Regions from separate parts of the Mus musculus genome. Here regions 1, 3, 4 and 5 are each linked to region 2. Evidence: chromatin contacts called from public ChIA-PET, Hi-C and HiChIP or PLAC-seq data. All regions are on one chromosome and are shown on one strand. Each heading gives the region's core, a stretch centred on a gene start, on an enhancer-like site or on the middle of the called end of the contact. The rest is flanking DNA. Distances are from core to core; before and after follow the strand shown. Region 1 has its middle 44 kb from the start of Otulinl. Region 2 has its middle 14 kb from the start of Dnah5. Region 3 overlaps Trio (triple functional domain (PTPRF interacting)). Region 4 overlaps Trio (triple functional domain (PTPRF interacting)). Region 5 holds the start of Otulinl (OTU deubiquitinase with linear linkage specificity like).

Region 1 (2,700 bases), core at 43-2,542, 460 kb after region 2:
TCTGTCATTAGAGAGGATGGATGTGCTGTTGTGGGTGGGTGGAATCAAAACTATAAGCTCCCCCCACAGTCTTCTCTGGTACCAGTAAGAGCAGACACTCTGCCTGGCAGAGTGGTACTGAGCCACAGCAAGAAAGTCCAATTCTTCTCCCACCGGGGTTCCCAACCAAAAGCAAACGGGTTTCAAGGAAGTGTTTCTACCAATTACCAGGCTCAGGAGTCTCTGAGCCCTTCCCCAGCTTCCTTGCAGTCAGTCGCAAGTACAGTATGTCTGCACTTTAGCCATGAAGGACTTCCTCGGTTGGCACCTGAGCTGTCTCTTACCAGCCAAGCACAGAGGAACCCAAGGCACAAGTACACTACATCTCTCTGCCAACTGCAAAACTCAGTGCTAAAAACAAAAAATTGAAGAGAGCTGTGCAGAAATCCCGGGGCCTTCTGCAACAGCTAGCTCCACCTCTGTACCAGCGTCTACTTCCTGTCTGTGTAGGATCTGCCCTTCACATCCTATGGGGGCCCAAGTAACTCTTCCTTGGAGTCCCCTTCGTGAGTACAACACCCAGTAAAGCCTCATTTGGATGCTATTGCTTCTCTCATCGTGATTTCTGTTTTGAATTGAGCAAGAGAGTCTGGTTAACCTCATTGCCTAAACCTAGAAACACAAAGAGCTAGCGACACACCAAAATGAGCTGGTGATGTCGGCACGAGCGATGCTTTGCCCATTCCTAATGTCCCTCTTGAGTCAAGCAAAGAATATAGGCTGCTTGTACTGGCTCCCCACTTGGCATCGTCAAGCACAATCAGGGATTTCGTGCCTCATTCAGGCAGGGCAGGGGTAAAGTTGTGGCTCTGCATTTGTCTACTTGTTGTGTTGAAACTGCACTTTCTGCTTTGATGTGTTGCCAGAGAAGGGTAGCCACTCAGCCGTTGCCTGAAAACTCCTTAGCAGTTGGGCCTCATCCTTAGTGCAGGCGCAGGCTTTGTGGGGTCCTTTGGTCTCCACCAGTTGTCACTTCCAGGCTGCTGGCTACTTCAGCTCCAAGTATGGGCAGATGCCACAAAAAGAAATCTCGAAGACCTGAGGTCTCTGGGTACTCTGCATCTTCTCCTCACTTTGCAGAGATTTCCTGCACTCTTCACAGACAAAGCCCAGGGCTGTTTGTTGGAGTCAACAGGAGAAGGAAAGAGAATGTGAACTCTGTCCTCCCAGACGCTGAAGTCTAGGATCAGACTCGCTCTTGAAGCTTCATAGCTTTAGGGTTATATGACATCTACTTCCTAAGACACGTGACCTGCTTGGTTTTCTTTTCACAGTAGGCACTACAGTGGTGAGTGTCAGAAGTTAAGCTCTGCAATCATCTGCTATCTGGTAACTTCTGGAGACTTATTTCATATAGAAATCCTACTTAGCCATTAACACTTGCTCATAATACCCAGAGCATAATGATGACAGACAGGAAATGAGAGACTAGACAGGCCAGTGAGCACCATGATTACTGCACACAGTACACAGTGAGGACACATGCATGGGGACTCGTTGCCTCTGATCTTGAAAAGGATCTGGAAGGAGGGAGAAGAAGACAACGGACTTAAATGATTGCTAAAACAGACAGTACAAAGGACTGTCTCACAGAGGTCTGAGACAACAGTTGAGCTGGGCCTTGAAGAGAAGCAGAACCTCCAGAGAGGAAGCAGGCATCACACCATTGGGTCTGTGGTTTGCTATAGAGGGCGGGACTCTTGGGAGACTGGATCTGACAGGATTTGCTTCCTCAGCTATCTCTCCTGATACCATTTCTTCTTCACCATTCAGGAGCGTTACAGTGTTATCTTTTGCTCTGTCTGTCGCTCCTCTGCTGGCAGCTCAGCTCAGGGCTTCTGTTCAGGTCTGTCAAGCTCCTCTCATCTACCTCCTAGTGCAAGATACAGGTTTGGCATTCAAAGGCTCTTGTGAATGTTCAAGGAAAAGAACAGAGTATAGCAAGCTGATGTCAGCACCAGCATTAGAGGAAACACACTTTGCACTGCTATTGAAAGCTGAGAGCCTCTTCCTCCGGTGGGGTCTACCCACCGGTTCTTTATGACTCCACTTATTCCTGTTAAGGAGCTCAAATAGCAACGACTGTGTCAGAATGCCTGGTAGGAAGCAGGGCGGGAGACACACTGGGCTGATAGCTGGGGAACTGCTTAGGATGCACGGGGCCCATTTCCATCCTGACTTTTCATTGTTTACACCAAGAGAGAAAAGATACAAAGCATCTAGGGGTTTTTTGGTTTTTGTTTTTTTCAAACACGGAAACCATCTTGTAGTACAAGACCCTCCTACACAATGGATTTTCGCCAGAGCTCACCAAAGAAGACAGGAAGTCAGAGGACCTCGATTTCCTGTTTCAGTTTTTATGGCTGAGCAGACAAACAGGAGGCATAAAGGAGCGGTGAGCAGACCCCACCCTCACTTGCCTGAACTGTGGCCTGACCTGGTTTCTCTGAGGCACCTCCTCTTCCCACAAGTTTCCCTTGAGCCACCTCAGTTACTGTATCCCATTCTGTGCGACAGTGATACAAGCTATCACAAAATCCGTGCTTTCACAGGGGCCAGTATCCAGGGTCAGGATTGGAGGCAGGAGGAGAGGTGCCTGAGAACACCCCTCCCCCGTCAGTCTTCTGAGGTCCAATGGGAGAATTCTGCTCCTTCTGCATT
Region 2 (2,700 bases), core at 35-2,534:
TTCAAGCATTAGTACTTTTCTACTGCTGTGCTAAATTGTCGTGAGCAAACCAACTTATGGAAGAAAAGTGTATTGATGTTCATGGTTCCAGAAGGGTATGGATCTGGTGTGTCAGGGCAGCGTGGCAGCAAGCGTCTGCATGGTAACTGTGTCAGGAAGATCAGGGTAGCAGGGCAGCAAGCATCTGTGTGGTGACTGGGAAGGGCAGAGATCTTATAGCAACCATGAGCACAGAGCAGAGCAAGCAAACTGAAAACGGCGTGAAACCTACCCCTAGTGGTGTGCTTCCTCCATCATGGCTACGCCGCCCCCTCCCCAAACAGCATCACTAGCTGTGGATCAAGTGTTCAAATGCACGTGCTTGTGGTGGACATTTCTCGTTAAAAGACTACAGGTATGATTTTGATAGAATATTAATGTATTTTAAGAAAAGTGTTTACTGAAGCTCATTAATCTCACCAAAGGCCACCAACATGAATGCACTCAGTGAGATTTTATGCCACGTTAAGGATGTTATTCCAATATAGGACAACTTGCTGCCTGCACAAGCTTACAACAGAGAAAAGAAGATGTTCCCTGGATTCATTCATTACTCACCCACCTTCCAACACAGGGGAGAGGGAGGGGGAGGGGGAGGGGAGAGGGGGGAGGGGGAGAGGGGAGAAGGAGAGAAGGGGGGAGGGGAGAGGAAGGGGGGAAAGGGAGGGGGAGGGAGAAAGGGGGAGGGGAGGGGGAGAGAAAGGGGGAGGGGAGAGGAAGGGGAAAGGGATGGGGAGGGGGAGAGGAAGGGGAGAGGGAGGGGGAGAGGAAGGGGAGGGGGAGGGGGGAAGGAGATCAAAGATCACACATGAACCTCGTGAAGCAAAATACTCAAAACCTACCCTTAAAATGCTTGAAGAGTTACTGTTTCGAATATAATAACATCTGTTAAAATTCAGTTCCGAAACCGAGCTAAATCATGTAAATGAGGAGGCGCGGTAGCAAGTCTGAGAACTTAAGGGGGAAATTAAAAATGAGACGCAGTCTGTGAAAAGTTGCCTTCAGTTTGGAAGAAAGTGTGTGATCAAGAGGGCGCTCTAAGCCTGAACCAGAAAGGCCTGGGAGAAAATGGTTTCTCTCTGATTCTCCATTTCCTTCCCCTTCCCTAAAACACAGGCTTGAATCTGCCGCTTTGTGAAACCACTCGACGTTTACAGGAAAGGGTGACTTTAAGGAACTGTGATGACTCCGCAGGTGACCGCAGGCGTGCTACACCACACCGGCTCACACTACAGGCACCCACTCTGGCCAATAAGGATACAGGTGCTTTGTCCTCGCAGCTTTGTCAGCGTCTGCCTACCTACCGCACTCTCTCTGATGCTCACGCCTCATTCAAGTCTCAGAAACCTCTCTACATCCTTTCTTTTATGGGGTCTCTTCAGAATCTTACAGCTTCCCTCTGAAGTTGCACGCGCGTTAGCTGTTCCTTGAGTCTGATCTTGCGTGTAATAGTTTTCATAGTGAATAATAGTGGGTTTGGGTTTTTGTTGTTGTTTTGTTGTTTTGGTTGGATTTTTGTTTTTTGTTTTGTTTTGGGGGGTTGTTTTTGTTTTTGGTTTGGGGTGGTTTTTGTTTTTTGGGTTTTTTGGTTTTTGGTTTTTGGTTTTTGGGGTATTTTTTAGACATGAAGTCCTAGAGCTTAAAGTTGACCTGAAACTCGAGAGGTAACTGAAGGTGATCTTGAACTTCTGACCCCCCCTGCCTCTGTGTCCTGAGTGCTGGAGCTACTGACACGCACCAACATGCCTGAAGCGTGCAGTGCTGGGAATCAAACCCGGAACTTCGTGCACTGTAGGCAAGCGCTTTGCCAACTCAGGCGTATCCCCAGCCCTATAATGGCATTTTAGAAATATAACCTAATGAGTGTTTAAAACAAACAAACAACAACAAAAAAAGGTGACTTTAAAATATTGTCATTAACACAACACCTGGCACTTCTCAAGAGCTCATGAAATAAATACACACTGAATGACCATTTTTAAACTGCCTGCATTGTGTATAAGTCAACATGATATTCCTTTTTGTTAAATAACAATCCCCGTCTTTCAATCCCTGTGACAGTGTCTCTCAGATCGTTGCGGTTCTCATTCTTCTTGGTTTCCTGTCTGATTTGTTGGGATAAAATAACCAGTGACAGAGATATGGGACATATAAAGGAAGAAAATGTCGAGGAATGGAAAGGCCAAGTCCCGCCCCTCCTACAAGCCCCTCCTACAAGCCACTTTCCTACTGCAGCCCTTACCAAACAGAAGGTGGGGGCTTCCCATTCTCCCTCCAGCATGAGATGGCCATCAAGACTGACTCCTCCATTCTTTATTGCCTTGAGAGACACACGTAGTTACTCTTTCTTCTTATCAAGTGCATTAGGAATGAAAGGTAGCGTTTTATTAATTGAATTGAGCACAAAAGTGAATTTCAATGTAATGAGCCTCAGCTTGCTCTTGCTTACCTTCCAGCCTGAGTTTCAGGCTTTCCTTTCAGAGAACTGTCGAATGCTGTTTGTTGGCACAGGAGTGTCATGTTGGGAAGGTTCTTTTATTAATGATGGGTCTATAAACCCACATGAAAAGAGCGCTGTACCCGCCATCAGCAGACAGCTTTGTCGGGCTTTCTCCTTTTAAGAAGAAATCTTTAGAATTCCAGTTACAAGAGTTACAGGCT
Region 3 (2,700 bases), core at 177-2,676, 390 kb after region 2:
CATCCCCAAACATCTCTGCCTGTCTCATATCACTAATCAAAAAAATCTTTAGAAAAAGCCTAAGGAAAAAAGCCATCCATCTGTGCAGTGAATATGTAGAAGACAGGCTCTACAGAATCGATCTTGATCTGGTTCACAAGTGTTTGCCCACATTAGGGCAACCTGGAAAGAGCCACCACAGTCTTAAAAGCTCCGGTGATGGAAGACAGGGAAATTGTCAGAGAACTCACTGGAAGAGCTTTAAACAGATTGCAGTGAGTGATGGCTGTGATTGTCAGGCTGAGCTTGCAGATATCAGAGTAGACAGAACTACAAATAAACCAGAGCTACAAATAAATCACCGGCTGATAAAAAGGAGCAGAGAAACTCCCCGCGCACTGAAAGGTAGCCACACACAGAGAAAATGGACACATTGTTTGCCGGGCCACAGAGGGGTATGTTGAGGATTCCCCAGCTGGAGCATAGGCTCGGCAAGGTAGCAAGGAGAGAAGCAAGTGCTCTCCCCCCCACTGTGACCCCACTGTCCAATCCTGTTCTCTCTGTAACGCTAACGTCATACACTGGGCAATTGATTTTCTAGGGCCATCACTCGAAATTCAAAGAAATAAATGCTGTTGTGCCGAAGGCTACTCCTGAAATGACTTATCATTTCTTGGGATGGGTGGCTGCATGGTTAGGGCCTGTGCTGGAGTCACTGAGCGCCACAGCTCATTCTGATCATGACCACGAGTATAACCACAATGTCAGGATGAAGTCAGCATGTGTTTACAGTGGGTGCCAATTACAGAGTGTCTGAGGGCTTATCTGCCCCCCATGGATGCTGTCCTCAGCTCAGCCCTATCGTCTGCACAGGTGAGGTCACGGCTGCGCCTGATAGCTCCTGTGCTCTTCTTTACCCTGTGGGTTTAGGATGAGGCCAGGTCTCCCCACTCCTTCCCTGAGGTCTACAGATGGGGATGGGAACTTCATCATGTCACCAGGTATGTTTATACTCAAAAAGCCATACCCAGGCCACCCATACTCCCAGCTGACCCCAAAACATAGAGTATGTCCAAGTGTTTTTCCCTTGGAGACCAAGCAGTAGTAGTGATTACCGTGCCCCATCCAAACCACATTCCCAGCCCTGAAGACAACGCCAGCCCTTCCAGTCACAGTATAGACAGCAGAAGAAGGCTCGTCCCAGTCACAGAGCTCCGGTCTCGCCCTCTGATTCACCTTGGATAGAATGTTCAAGATGTAGACTCCAGCACCAAGGACCGCAGTAGCATGGGGCCAGTCCAGGCTGCACCGTGGACACCAAGAGCAATGCAGTTTTGGAGCCTGTTCTGAACTAAGTGTGACTCACAGTCGCCCTCACCTCCAGACCTCCTCATCCTGACAGCAGGCCTCAGTCGAGACTGGGTACCCGTGGCCTTCCACAAGCCTGGGCCTCAGCATCCTCCCCAAAGCATCTCATGATTTCCCTCCGTTCACTCCAGCAGCCGACTCCTAAGCTGCCTGTCTCAGATGAGACGGAAATAACTCGTGACTTTTAAGTGACCTAAAACAGTTCCAAAAAGTGTAGGGTATCAGAGTCTTTAGTGACATTAACAATAGATTCCAGCGTGTTTGGGCATTTGCGTCATACCACAGGGACCCTGCCACCAGAGAACACCCCAGGTTCACGAAGGCATCTCAAACCCATACCTGCCCACGTGTTCTTAAAAACACATACAATGGAGGATCTGTGTGCGGCTTTTTAATTCAATTGGAAAGCACAGTTTTATTCTGTTTGAACAGCTGCTAATGTAAATCCCTGTGGGAAGAAAAACTCAAGAACGTGGAGTCGCACCAAGAATTAAAAACATCGCCCCTCTCCTGGGCACTGCACATCCGAGGCCGAGTAATGAATCCCAGACCCCGTGATTAAGAAGTGCTTTCTGCGGAGCATATAATTACGGAGCCACACAAGCCGCTATTATTCTGCAGAGGGCCTGGTGTTGGGAGCCTTTCCCCCGTTCCAGCTTTACATTAAGCATTTCTCAGAACAGGAACAATCCAAGAGCAGGCATTGGCAGCACCCATGTTAGGTCGTCAGAAAATGATAGCTGCTGCCAAGGCATAAACAGTGAGCAAGAGACCCATCTTCCCACGCCTGTTTTAAATGGCCTGCTGGGCCGTGATGCACACCTGCAATCCCAGCACCCAGGAGGCAGACATAGGATTGTGAGTTCGAGGCCAGCCTGGCTTACCTAACAATACCCCGTCTTAAAAACAAACAAGCAAGCAAACCAATAAGCCATAGGTGCTGGGTGAGGGAAAACAAAGAGGGACTGTGGTTGAGCAGGGGATGGCAAACAGGCCAGCAGGGCTGTGGGAGGGACTGGGGCTCCGGACCTTCTTCCACCTCCCATCTCTGGAAGATAGACTTTAACACTGACAATATAGAGACACTAGAGTGCAGATAACCAGTCCGATGAGGGCCTCCTCCTTCAGAGTGTACATCCTGGAGAGTGCGAGCTGTCAGAAGCAGAAGGTGTGCCATGGGAGCTCTCCACTCGAAGTGCTTGGTCTCTTGGGGTTGCATCATGTGAGAGCAGCCGCATGGAGTGAACCTGTTCTGTTTCCTCAGGCTCGCCCCTGATTCCTGGTGCAGCTCAGCTGGCCACGGCCCTGAATAAACTATACTCAGGCCTCTGGAGGTGGGCCTGGCAGACTAGA
Region 4 (2,700 bases), core at 177-2,676, 360 kb after region 2:
TAGACTTGGAGAAGTTTGTGCTGATATTTTCACATGCTTTAAGAAGAGAGGGCTTATTATTTCATCAGAAACAAACACTTGTCATTAATGTGGTACTGTGCCCATGTTTAACAGTAATGACCCTATGATAAAGCTTCCCTTTTTTTTTTTTTTTTTGTTTTATTTAAATATAGGAGATCCAGCAGCGGCATGGCTTAGCCAATTCCATCTCTTCCTACCTGATCAAACCAGTTCAGCGGATAACAAAGTATCAGCTCCTTTTAAAGGTGTGTATGAAACATTGTCCATCTGCAACATCACACCCTGTGTTGATATGTATCCCCTGGGCACATGTGTCTGTGGTTTCCATCTACCATCGGCAACATCACATCCTGTGCTGATATGTATCCCCTGTGCACATGTGTCTGTGGTTTCCATCTACCATCGGCAACATCACATCCTGTGTTGATATGTATCCCCTGGGCACATGTGTCTGTGGTTTCCATCTACCATCGGCAACATCACATCCTGTGTTGATATGTATCCCCTGTGCACATGTGTCTGTGGCTTCCTTCACTGACATTTCTTGGCCTGTCCAGCTTCTTATTGAAGCAGATACCTAAGATCATATCCCCTAGTTGTACCCTGAAGGAACTGGCTGGCCCTTGTCTGCAATGTAGAATGGTATTTGACTGAGAAATAAGTTCCTGGCTCTTGGACCTTTAGCATCCTCAGACTCTGGTGCTGAGACCCCGACACAGCACCTGTACATGTTTAACCCGCAGCAGCGCTGATTGGAAAGTCTGGAGACTATCTGCCCTGCGTCACAAAAATGCTCAGAATCATTGCTGATATGTGCCAGCATTGAACCCATACCTGGCTGATGCGCAGGTTTTCCATGGACTCCGGAACACTCTGCCCTCATGCCGCTCCCTATGGCTGCTAGCCATTTTATAGACCATGTCCCTACTGATCCCAAGGGCTTCTGCTTTTTGTTGCAATTAAGTAGATCTAAAATTGCCCTTGCAAAAATTTAAGTCTGATTATTTTCAACAGTAGAAAGGGGAACAAACTTACCACAGATGCGTTATGTCGTTAATGCATGTTTGCTTGCTGCATTAAGAGTCATTTACAACTTTTGTCTGGCAAAGGTACTATATTTCCTCTGCCGGTGAAGGACGCGCTGAAACATTAGCGTGTAGACTGTCCACTAATCCCAGCTCTGTCAGCTGCTGCCCTGGGCGTGCAGTAGGACACTGAAGCTTAAGGGTGTCTAAAGCTCTCTCAGTAAGAGAGACCTAGCAACTGTAAAACATGGCTGTGTTCTTTTATACAGATGTGTACTATCAAGAGACCTTTCTATCTCGAAAACCCTACTACCACAACCCCCACCTCCTTTACACACAGTGCAGTGCCAGGGATCAAACCAGGGCCTCACACAAGTTGGGTGAGCACTCTACCACCAAGCCACACCGCACCTCCTCTCCTGTACTTCTGTATGACAGTCTTACTCAGTGACTAGATAGCCATCACTACACAAATCTGCTGCTGCTGTCTGTGAGCATGGCGTAAGCTGGGAGGCTGGGTTTTGCTGGTTTGCATTCAGGTCTTGTCCCCTTTGCTTCCTAAGTCTGCACAAGTGCCTTGTCTCACCGTTGTCCCTTGTTGCCCTCAGAACTCAAGGCTTTGTTCTCAGCTTCTGTGTCCACTAAGATTACACTTCTACTTGTAAATCTTTCTCATTTTCCCCAGAAACTCTGCTGGGAACAGTAGTAAACTCCATCAGACCTCCCCAGTGGGAAGGCAGTCTGCACGGAGGGAGTTGAGGCACATTGTACTTGTAAGGCAGTTTCTGCCCAGCTCCTCAGAAGCATACACATCTGATCAAACATGAAGGTGCCCATCAGATGACTGAGTTCTCTAGACCAGGGGTTCTCAACTTTCCTAATGCCTGTGACCCTTTAATACAGTTTGTCATGTTTCAGTGACCCCCCCCCCCCCGCAACCAGAAAATTTGCATTGCTACTTCAAAACTGTAATTTTGCTACTGTTATGAATCATAATGTAAATATTTTTGGAGATAGGGGTTTGCTGAAGGGATGCTATCTACAGGTTGAGAACCACTGCTCTAGTTCCCCCTCCCCCAAGCTGATGACCACACTGCTCTGAACCCCTTGGGAATCATATACACAAGATTGTTGTCACTGTGACCAAGAACGGTCTGGCACCCATGAAGGAATACCTGAGAGAGACCCATCAGGATGTAAGCTTGTGTTTCCTGCTGTCCTACTCACGGGGGAGCTGAGGAGCTTCCAGGAAGTCAGGAAGTAGCATGACACACATAGATACCCTGGAGATGTGTGGTAGCTTGTAGCTAGTACCTCCCTAAGGAGCCTGCACAGAGGAGTGGTCTGTGTTGTGTTGCTATTCTGATTCAGGGTCCAGCCAGCCCCCGACATTGTGGGATTAGCAGGGCAGGTAGACTGTGGATGGCTGTCACTTGTCACAATTCCATATTCCTTACAAACCAGTAACATTTATTTTCTCATTTTGGAGATGTGGTTGGCAAGGCATAACAACTTCTTTCAGAACGGCGACGGGATCTGACTTCCTCCAGGTCCTCATTCAAGTAGATCAGACACTGTTGCCTATGTGAACCTGAGTGATTCCCTTTTTGTTTGTTTCCTGAGCACCGTGAGCTCTCATGGATTCTGCTGAGGT
Region 5 (2,700 bases), core at 37-2,536, 510 kb after region 2:
CTGCTGACTCAGGCTTTTGGTCTGACAGGGATTTCTGAGGCAAGACTAAAGATGTACGATCCTTTTGATCCTTTGTTCTGAGATCCAGAGAGACTTGCAATGTTTCAATGACTTGTTGACATAGCCCTAAGGCTATTGAACTCACACAAAATTCCAGGCTGTTTCCACATGTTTCTTTAGTTATGGCGCTTATTTTTCCGGAGGCTGCCAGGATATTTTGCATGCTAGTCTTTTTGTATTTGGAATCTGTCTGCACTGGAGAAAAAGGAAGTACTCATGGAGATGATTCTTCTTCTTCTTCTTCTTCTTCTTCTTCTTCTTCTTCTTCTTCTTCTTCTTCTTCTTCTCTTCTTCTTCTCCTTCTTCTTCTTTTTCTTCTTCTTCTTCTTCTCCTCCTCCTCCTCCTCCTCCTCCTCCTCCTCTTCTTCTTCTTCTTCTTCTTCTTCTTCTTCTTCTTCTTCTCCTCCTCCTCCTCCTCCTCCTCCTCCTCTTCTCTTCTTCTTCTTCTTCTTCTTCTTCTTCTTCTTCTTCTTCTTCTTCTTCTTCTTCCTCCCCCTCCCTCTCCCCTTCCCTCTTCTCCTCCCCCTCCCTCTTCCCCTCCCCCTCTCTTGTCTTCTTCTGGAAAAAAGGAGGGGTCCATCAAATTAGTTAATCAGGAGCAAAAAAAATCTTGTATCCTTTTCTTGTTAGGCCATTTACTTTTTCTGTTAGCTTTTTGTATTGTTTTTTAACAATTAAGAAATTACTTTATGGAACCACTTTTTGTCAAGAATGCTCTTGTTCGTCCCTAAACAGTTCCAAGCACGCATTAGCCGAATGTGCTGACCCATGCAGAAAGACGAGGAAGCCCTGCCCCACGTAGTGGAACAAGCCCCGGGTGCAGTTGCTTTTGGATCCCAGCCTCTAGCTCTCCGGCGCAGACATAGCAGGTTTGTCCCGTGGTGAACAGGGAATCGAGGCACCAAGCTGTCCTGAGCTGGTGAGGGGCATTCGGTCCCTCGGCCCATCAGTCTCTTCCCCAAGTTCTCTGGCTCTGGTGCAGAGCTCCCGAGAGGACTCTAGATCCGAACCAGTGGAACGCCCAGGGTGAGCGTGGAGGTGCAGCCCTAGGGGCAGAGCCGCGGCCTCCGCAGCGCTCCCATCGCTGAGCTTCTGAGCTTTCCACGCCGCCGCGCCCTTCACGCCTACCTCGCGCGGAGGCTCCGCCCTAGACTCCGCCCTAGCTTCTGAGTGGCGGCACCGGGCGTCAGTCTGCGTTCAGGGCGGGAGCACGGACGGCTGTCACAGTAGCTGAGCTCGGGACTGCGGCTGCGGAGAAGCGAGCGGGGCGCCGGGCTGTAGCGGAGGGTGCGCGCGGGTGGAGGCGCGCATCCCGCATGGAGGCGCCGAGGAGCGCGCCGCGGGAGCGGGAGCGCGCTCGGACCACCTCAGGTGGGCGCCGGGATGAGCACAGTCTCCCGGAGGGTGTAGTGGCGGCGGAGGGTGGGCGAGGGAGAGCGAAGGGTGCTTGTGGCGCGGGGACGGCTACACCTCGCGCGCGTGGCTGTGCGTGGGTTGCATCTGAGTCCCCGGCCATCGGAGAGAGGCGGGTCTATCCAGGAGTACCCGGGCGCGTGGACAAGCTGGTCGGTGTCCTCGAGGGAGCAACTTGGTTGTAAACTAAGCTACCGGGGTTTGCGCCTTGAGAGGATGTGGCCCACACCTTTTCAGCAACCAGAGTTGTAAACCGCAGAGAACACTCTTGACTTTAGGGGGAAAAAAATGCTCACCAAGGGGACAGGGTGACAGTAGATCGCTATTGCATTTCGGGCCCCTGCCCCACTGGGTAGCAGTGGTCTGTCCTCTCCAAAGACCTTAGAGATGAAATGTCTTTCTTCCGGTCCCACAGCTGTGTCCGTGGTTCAGTTTCTCTAGGTTTTGTTGGGCCACACGCTGGATCCTGTGTTTCACCATCTACCACTCAAGGAATGTGAGCCTAGTAGTGAATCTAAGCTGTGTGTGTTCTTGCTTTCAGTGTGTAAATGGGGTTGTTGGACACCGGGAATGTTCCTAATTGCTGCTCTCCGTCCTAGTAGGAGCTTCTGACACAGCACTGTGTTGTGTAGTGGAAGCAACACTGTTCAGGACACGAGGTCTGGACGTCAGTCCACCCTAGAGTGTCTGGGTAGGAGTTATTCAAGACATCAACCATTCGTGAAATGCATGCTGGACAAGTTAATTCCGAAGGCCTCTCCCAGCCTAGTCTGTGACTAAATTACCCAAGTCTCTGAAGTTTAGAGAATTAACTCATTTGTTTAACCTTTATGCACCTCAGGTTATTATAGAATTAGCCAAGTATTTCCTGTGGGCGTATCCAGTCGAACATTTTTTATTTTGTTTCTTTCTTCCTTTAGTTTGGCAGAGAAAAGAAAGTTGGAAACAGAGGCAAGGACATGACTGGGAAAGAGCTGGTTTGGGAGACTGCAGAATGCCTACTTTGGCTTAACAAAACCACCAAGAACGTTTCCTTTCTCTGCACGAAGTCCAAGGCGTGTCAGTGCGCTGAGCCCAAGGAGAGAGAGGGACCTTTCGTTTGTTTCAGTCTGTGGGGTCTGCTGTAGGTTTGCAGGACAAAGTGAGATTCAAGGATAAGATTGTGGAAAACGTTTCCCTTTCGAATATAACTGCTGAGGGAGGACTTAGGAGCATAGGAGATCCTCT

The links. Hi-C and Micro-C count contacts between places; a contact is called where the count stands out from the background. ChIA-PET counts read pairs in DNA pulled down with a chosen protein or histone mark. HiChIP or PLAC-seq counts read pairs in DNA pulled down with a chosen protein or histone mark.
Region 1: a Hi-C map of CD4 single positive thymocytes shows a contact between it and region 2, with 5 times the contacts expected there. The contact joins two enhancer-like sites. A contact is called at or near these places in 3 of 484 Hi-C or Micro-C datasets (CD4 single positive thymocytes, granulocyte-monocyte progenitors and pre-megakaryocyte-erythroid progenitors), 1 of 115 datasets of contacts at active chromatin or transcription factors (memory CD8 T cells) and 1 of 9 other capture datasets (embryonic stem cells).
Region 3: a contact with region 2 is called in an RNA polymerase II ChIA-PET map of memory CD8 T cells, with 19 read pairs. The contact joins two enhancer-like sites. A contact is called at or near these places in 1 of 115 datasets of contacts at active chromatin or transcription factors (memory CD8 T cells) and 2 of 9 other capture datasets (embryonic stem cells and macrophages).
Region 4: an H3K27ac HiChIP or PLAC-seq map of regulatory T cell precursor shows a contact between it and region 2, with 3 times the contacts expected there. The contact joins two enhancer-like sites. A contact is called at or near these places in 3 of 484 Hi-C or Micro-C datasets (CD4 T cells, cerebral cortex and uterus), 6 of 115 datasets of contacts at active chromatin or transcription factors (astrocytes, double positive thymocytes, memory CD8 T cells and 3 more) and 1 of 9 other capture datasets (adipose tissue).
Region 5: a contact with region 2 is called in an RNA polymerase II ChIA-PET map of memory CD8 T cells, with 16 read pairs. The contact joins the promoter of Otulinl here to the enhancer-like site in region 2. A contact is called at or near these places in 6 of 39 promoter capture datasets (embryonic stem cells, liver, pre-B cells and 2 more), 1 of 484 Hi-C or Micro-C datasets (embryonic stem cells), 4 of 115 datasets of contacts at active chromatin or transcription factors (double positive thymocytes, embryonic stem cells, memory CD8 T cells and 1 more) and 2 of 9 other capture datasets (adipose tissue and embryonic stem cells).

The regions. Positions count from the first base shown.
Region 1 is chr15:27,724,208-27,726,907 of GRCm38.p6, reverse strand. No RefSeq gene overlaps it. Among named protein-coding and RNA genes, the nearest start is that of Otulinl, 44 kb to the right of the region's middle. Within about 2 kb of position 1,292, at least 119 of the 459 cell types and tissues checked have an H3K27ac peak or open chromatin away from gene starts, as enhancers often do. A contact at or near this core is called in CD4 single positive thymocytes, memory CD8 T cells and pre-megakaryocyte-erythroid progenitors, where this site is marked.
Region 2 is chr15:28,188,400-28,191,099 of GRCm38.p6, reverse strand. It overlaps a transcript of Dnah5 not described here. Among named protein-coding and RNA genes, the nearest start is that of Dnah5, 14 kb to the left of the region's middle. Within about 2 kb of position 1,284, at least 48 of the 459 cell types and tissues checked have an H3K27ac peak or open chromatin away from gene starts, as enhancers often do. A contact at or near this core is called in CD4 single positive thymocytes, memory CD8 T cells, pre-megakaryocyte-erythroid progenitors and 3 more, where this site is marked.
Region 3 is chr15:27,796,942-27,799,641 of GRCm38.p6, reverse strand. All of the region lies in intron 34 of Trio (triple functional domain (PTPRF interacting)), which reads left to right. Among named protein-coding and RNA genes, the nearest start is that of Otulinl, 120 kb to the right of the region's middle. Within about 2 kb of position 1,426, at least 63 of the 459 cell types and tissues checked have an H3K27ac peak or open chromatin away from gene starts, as enhancers often do. A contact at or near this core is called in memory CD8 T cells, where this site is marked.
Region 4 is chr15:27,825,832-27,828,531 of GRCm38.p6, reverse strand. Trio (triple functional domain (PTPRF interacting)) reads left to right here. Exons shown (of 57, transcript NM_001081302.1): 28 at 174-266. Among named protein-coding and RNA genes, the nearest start is that of Otulinl, 150 kb to the right of the region's middle. Within about 2 kb of position 1,426, at least 79 of the 459 cell types and tissues checked have an H3K27ac peak or open chromatin away from gene starts, as enhancers often do. A contact at or near this core is called in memory CD8 T cells, regulatory T cells, regulatory T cell precursor and 1 more, where this site is marked.
Region 5 is chr15:27,680,128-27,682,827 of GRCm38.p6, reverse strand. Otulinl (OTU deubiquitinase with linear linkage specificity like) reads left to right here and starts at 1,286. Exons shown (of 8, transcript NM_001242423.1): 1 at 1,286-1,431. The coding sequence starts at 1,377.